Regions from separate parts of the Pan troglodytes genome. Here region 1 is linked to region 2. A link is a contact called in public HiChIP or PLAC-seq data. All regions are on one chromosome and are shown on one strand. Each heading gives the region's core, a stretch centred on a gene start, on an enhancer-like site or on the middle of the called end of the contact. The rest is flanking DNA. Distances are from core to core; before and after follow the strand shown. Region 1 holds the start of CST3 (cystatin C). Region 2 holds the start of GZF1 (GDNF inducible zinc finger protein 1).

Evidence for each region. HiChIP or PLAC-seq counts read pairs in DNA pulled down with a chosen protein or histone mark.
Region 1: a contact with region 2 is called in an H3K4me3 HiChIP or PLAC-seq map of stem cell-derived excitatory neurons, with 4 times the contacts expected there. The contact joins the promoter of CST3 here to the promoter of GZF1 in region 2. A contact is called at or near these places in 1 of 7 Hi-C or Micro-C datasets (stem cell-derived neural progenitor cells) and 1 of 1 datasets of contacts at active chromatin or transcription factors (stem cell-derived excitatory neurons).

The regions. Positions count from the first base shown.
Region 1 is chr21:30,173,462-30,176,707 of NHGRI_mPanTro3-v2.0_pri, reverse strand. CST3 (cystatin C) reads left to right here and starts at 1,495. Exons shown (of 3, transcript XM_016937552.4): 1 at 1,495-1,946. The coding sequence starts at 1,704.
Region 2 is chr21:29,890,471-29,893,431 of NHGRI_mPanTro3-v2.0_pri, reverse strand. GZF1 (GDNF inducible zinc finger protein 1) reads right to left here and starts at 1,380. Exons shown (of 6, transcript NM_001114622.4): 1 at 1,326-1,380.

The DNA of each region.
Region 1 (3,246 bases), core at 246-2,745, 280 kb before region 2:
GGGCTGTGCAGTGCCACAGCCACCAGCCACATGTGGCCACAGGGCGCTTGAAATGGGGCCAGTACAATTGACGCCCACATACACAGGGAATTTCAAAGACTCAGTACACACACCCAAAATAAAATAACCTATGTTATTAATGATTCTTCTTATGTGTTGAAATAATATTTTGGATATATTAGGTTAAGTAAGAAATATTATAAACATTACCTTCACCTGTTTCTTTTTTACTTTTTGAAATGTGTCTCCCAGAAAGTTTTAAATTGCTCCTGGGTTCGTGTCACATTTCTGTCTGGCAGCAGCCCTGCAATGTAGTGTCCACGGCTCGGTCACCCAGGCTCCGTCTCTAGCTCCTAGACCACCTGGTGCAGGGGGAAGCTGGTGAAAAGTCTGTTTATTGAATAATAAGGAGTTGTGAAAGGAGAACCCAGAGTTTTTTTACTCAAATAAAGGTTAATTCTTCTGTTTGAAAAGTTCCCTAGCACAGGGCATGGCCTGAGTCTCCTGCGGCCTCTGGAATCACACCTCTGCCTTAGTGATTTCTAGACCTTGACCAAATGCTCACAGATACTCAGGACTCCCGAAGACTCCGGAAGGCCGAGACCTCTATCTTTCCCTTTTCTGAGGAAATGAAGCTAGGGGGTGGCATGCTTTTAGGGCCCAGGGGGCCCTGACACCTCTCTGGAGGGCAGGGTGACCTCAGCTTGGGAGGAGGGACAGGTCTTTGGGAAGAGATGGAGCTGAGGGGGTGGAGTGGGTAGAAGGGGGGCATAGGTGTGGAAGGGGTGGGGGAAGAGGTGCCAGGAGTGGGGTGAGAAGAGGGGAAAGAAGAGGATAGGAGGGACAGGGACAGGGAGAGGCCAGGAGTGGGTAGGAAGGGAAGACAGAGGAGGGGCGGGACGAGGGAGGGGCGATGAAGAGGGGCCGAGCTGGGGTGGGGGCGAAGTGGGAGCAAGGACAGGAGTGGAGGAGGGAGATGAGGGGCATGGGAGGCGGTGTCTGGGGGTTGAAAGGGGAAAGGGACAGAGGAGAAGGAGCCTGAAGAGTGGAGGCATGGAGGAGCCCGAAGTGGGGAGGTGGGAATGGTCTGGGATGGAGGGGGAGGAATGGGGACGATAGGAGGGGCAGGGGAGGCTGGAAGAGAGTAGGAGAGGAAGGGGAGGGGATGGATGGGAATGGATAGGGAAGGCCAGGGAGACTGGGGGGCCAGGGGAGGAGGGGAGGGAGAGGGGAGGCGGGAAGGGAGAGGGGAGGCCGGGAGGGGCTGGGAGGGGCTGGGAGGGGAGGGAAGGGGATGGATGGGGAAGGACAGGGAGGCCTGGAGGGGCAGGGGAGGCTGGGATGGGAGGAGACTGATAGGGAGGGACCGGGAGGCGGGGAGAGGCAGGGGAGGCGGGGAGAGGCAGGGGAGGCGGGGAGAGGCCGGGGAGGCGGGGAGAGGCCGGGGAGGCGGGGAGAGGCCGGGGAGGCGGGGAGAGGCCGGGGAGGCGGGGAGGGAGAAGGGAGGTGGGAGCGACGAGGCGTTCCGGAAAAGGGAGTGCAGGGCGCGGGGGGGTGGGGCGGCGAAGGCCGGAAGGGATAAAACCGCAGTCGCCGGCCTCGCGGGGCTCACGGCCTCGCCTCGGTATCGCAGCGGGTCCTCTCTATCTAGCTCCAGCCTCTCGCCTGCGCCCCACTCCCCGCGTCCCGCGTCCTAGCCGACCATGGCCGGGCCCCTGCGCGCCCCGCTGCTCCTGCTGGCCATCCTGGCCGTGGCCCTGGCCGTGAGCCCCGCGGCCGGCTCCAGTCCCGGCAAGCCGCCGCGCCTGGTGGGCGGCCCCATGGACGCCAGCGTGGAGGAGGAGGGTGTGCGGCGTGCACTGGACTTTGCCGTCGGCGAGTACAACAAAGCCAGCAACGACATGTACCACAGCCGCGCGCTGCAGGTGGTGCGCGCCCGCAAGCAGGTGCGTGCCGCCCCCCGCAGGGTCCGAAGCCCCGGCCCCGCCGCCCCAGCCCCCCCACCCGCGCTGCTCCCGGACCCCGTGCTGCTCCTCCCCGGCGCCTGGGCTTCTCACCCGGACCCTGTTCCCGGTCTTCGCTGTCACCCCCGAGCCCTTGGCGGGCGTGTCCGGGAATGCCCTGAGTCTGGCCTGGCCTGGAACCGCACGGATAAGTCAGGTCCGCGCCCGGCCTAAGATCAGCTTCCAGACGCCAGCTCGAGCTGCGCCGCAGTGCGGGGGCAGGCACAGGACGTCCCACACAGCTCTGTCCCGACCTCCTGGGACGCTGGGCTCCGGGTGCGCTGCTGAATAGGCAGGAGAAGGAAAAACAGAGCCCCTCATCTGGCTGCCTCCTTGTTCTTACACCAAATAATTTTTAAGCACTTTTGTTTCTTTTAACTTTTTATTCTCACGTAATTTCAGACTTACAGAGCTGCAAAATAGCACAGGGCATCCCTGTAGATCTTTCACCCAGATCCCTCAGATGTTAGCACAGATGTTAACATTTTGCCCTGTTTGTTCCCCCCAGCTCACTTTCCGAATGTGAATATGGGTGTGTGTATATGTACTGTATATGCATTTTTTGCCTGAATCTTTTGAAAGTAAACACTTCAGTGTGTTTTTCCTAAAAACAAGGGCAATATCTCACATAACCACGATTCCATTTTGAAAATCAGCACTGACACATTCATGATCTAATGCTCACACTCATTCAGCTTTCCCTGTCTGTTGACGGCCTTCGTGCCCTAGGACGCTCCTGGGCCATGAGTGCATGAGTTCAGCCCTGTCCTGTCCCCTTGGCCTCTTTTAACCTGCAGCAGCAGCTGGGTCTGTGCCACGACCGAGCCATTTCCCAGGGTCCAGCAGGTGTGGATGGAGACTATGCTGACTCTGGGTGGGCTTGATGCTGCTCAAGATGAGATCTAGGCCATGAGGCTCGTCCTCCTCCCAGAGTACTTTCCACAGGGGCCACACGTGAGCCTGGCACCTTGTCCTGCAGAGCCCTGCTTCCCTCCCCAAGTCACACCCCTGGGCACAGCCCCCTAGGACTAGCGGCCTTCACCCTCAGGCCGGCTGACCACCCCCTACATCCCAGGGCAGCTGAGTCCCTGCTGGGGTGGAGCATGCCTGACCCTGCCTCTATCAGCTGATGCAGAGTTAGACCTCAGCCAGATGAAGACACCCAGCAGAGCGGAGTAGGGGGTCGGATCGGGAGGGAGCTTCAGTAGGGCTACCAGGCCCAGCTTGACCTGCATCCCATGGC
Region 2 (2,961 bases), core at 131-2,630:
AACAGTCAATGGCTGGTTGGGACATGAGCCAGGGCCTGGTGCCCGGATTCAACTCAGACTACTCAACACACTCTTCCCCTCAGCCTTGCCAAAGGCAAAGGGCTATCTTTAGCCCCTAAATCTTTCCACTGCAGCGGGCATGCAAATTTCACCAACCCCACCTAAGGCCTCCAGATACCGTCACCCCATCGTCATTTCTGCTGCTTTGCCACAAACTCCCTGAATGTGTTTTCTCCCTGCCCTTCAGCTCCTGAATCTACCTTCCTCTTTGATTCCTGTTTCCATCCATCCAAAGCACATGCCTTCCTTCTAGCCTCCTTCGGCCAGACCACAGATGTCACCTCAGATTCGACGTGTCTAGAAAAAAAGTTGTCATCATCTTCCCTGATAAACTAGTCCCACCCCTCTCCCCTTCTCCAGTCTCATCAATGAGACCGCTCCCCACAACTAGCAGTCCCCCAAACATGGAAAAGACTGCCCTCTGGGAGTTCCGCTGTAAACAGGTACCTATGAGGCTTGATCAATGTCGCCTGAAGGAGACGCCCCAGTAAAACTGTGAGAACACTGACAAAGCCTAAGGAAGGGATCTATAAGAGTGGGGCGGGGTTTCAGTGGTCCCAGCCCCAGCCTGGGGAAACAAGACTGCAGAGGGCTCTCTCAGCCTGATGCCCTGACTTCCCCAGACCTCTGCCAACAGGGCCCTCGAGGGGACCTGATTTCTCAATCAACAAAGTGGGTTCTGAGCGCGATTTCCTATGTTGCTTGGCTACTGGAGTGCAGGCACTGGAAGTGGCGACAGGGCCGTCTGCGGCCGGTGACAGCTGCGTATCCGCCAAATCTCATTGGCATTCCGGCCGCCTCCCAGTGCACCCGGCATCTGCACCAACGTCGGCGGCCCCTGAATCCCCGAGGCTCACGGGGCCAGAGCCCTTCCAGGAGACGCTGCTACCCGCAGCCCAGTCCACGGCCACAAGGACCGGAGTTTCCAGTGGGGCTTAAATCCGCCGCTGTCCTCGTCGCCCTCACGGCACCTCCCACCCTTCCCGCGCCACTTGGCCGCCCCAGCGCCCGGACGCCGCTCGGCCACTCCAAAGACGACCCAGAGAACAAACTACTGCAGCCACAGAGAAGCCCCTCCTCGGCCCGACGCGCCGCCTCCCGACGCGGGCATCCGGGGCCGCGTGGATCAGGCCCTCGGGCCGCCCCCTGCCCCCGCTCCCGCATCCCCGAGACGCGCAGGTCCACAGAGCAGCCGGGGCGCGCGGACAAAGAGGCGGCGGCGGGCGGCGAGGGGCCGGAACCAGGCCTACGGGCCGCGCACTCACCTCCCAGCCGGCGCCCCCGCTGCCGCCGCTGTCCGCTGGACCAGGTCGGTAGGAACGGCCGGCCAGGCTGGGCGTGGCGTAGCACCCTGCGCGGGCACCGCCGATTGGTCGCTGCAGGCCCCTCCCCTCCCGCGGCAGGCCCCGCCCCTGGCGGGGCTGAGGAAGAGGCTGAGCCACACGTCGGGCGGCGGAGCGGTTCGGGCAGTTACCTGATCTGGCCGCGCGACTGACTGGCGACGTCGGATTGCGTCACCCGCCGCATTGCGTCACCCGCCGCGAGCCAAGGCCTGCGCCTGCGCAGGAGACAGCGACGCCTGCGCTGCGGCACGCCACAGGGGGGCGGGGCCAGTCGCGAAAAGTCACGTGAGCGTCAGATTGGCGTGGTCACTTTCGCGTCCATTCCGGGCTTCTGGCCGCAAGGCGCCAGCGCTTCCAGGCCCCAGCAGCCTGCGGTCAGGGCCTGCAGCTGGCTTCCCACTAAGAGCTGCTCACGTCCCCGAGGCCGAGCGCACCCTTAGGGCACGGTGGCCACGCGAGGGACCTCCCGGAAAGCCGGGCTTGGAGCTGGTACTCACCTTGGCTACTAGGGGCGCAGATGCCTCCACGGGCGCTGGAGAACTGGCGCCAGGCGGGGCGCGGCGCGGCGCTCTCCTCTGGGGCGCTTCTTCCGCGGTGCCCCCGCCCTGCTGGGGGGCTCGGCGCGCCAGGAGCCGGGACCGCACCCTGCCGTCTTTACTGCAGGGCTTTATTTCCAGGAGTTCCCATTCGGGCGAAGGCTTTGTTCACTACAGAACTTCCCCAGAGACCCATCCACTCTTCGGGGAAAGCACAATTGATTCCCTAAGATTCGCTGACTCCTCGAAATCTTGCTGTTTCCACCAATTCTTGCTCAATACTAACTAAAGCCCGCTTTGAAACACCTTCCTTGAGTCAGACTTCCAGTTCTCAATAAACTGACCTTGCCTTTTGCTCCCAGCCATTGGTAAAGCTTTGCCAGGTCATGCTGTCCCTTACTGTGGCCAGCAGTTAACTCAGCCTTGTCTTACCGACAGGTTGAGTTTGTAATGTTTGGGGACTGTCAGGACAAATACAAATTTGAAATAAGAGGTTTACTACTTCCTGTTGAAAATATGAGATTTCCCTCCCTTTTTCTTTGAACATTTACTTTTAGAAAATTGGTAATTAGTGTGAGTACTTTTTCCTCTCTTTGAAATATATAAATCCTTTTGAAGACTAGTTAGGCCTTTTTGTGCGCTTTATAACCTAGATATGTCTTTTTCTAGGACCTAGGAGCCATCTCTTTAAGTATCAAGGGAGTTAATGCCCCTGTCTCCCAGTTTTAATGGGAGAGTAGGAGCCTAACTTCAGTGGGCCCTTTGCTCCAACTTACAAAATTATCTCATATCATAAAGATACAAGTTTCTTTTTCCTCTAGATAAAGCCAATTGGCTAACACAGAGGATCACCCCAAATATCAGGTTAGATGAACTGTGTGTGATGAAAAATGCTGCCAAGTTCCCTTGAGAGCTAGTTATTGTTTATCTTGAAAATGTGTGTAATAGATTGCTTGGCTGCACAAAAGAGTGAGATTTCGTTCTGTCTTTGCAGTCTCTTAGTGGATTGCCTGTGATGGGTA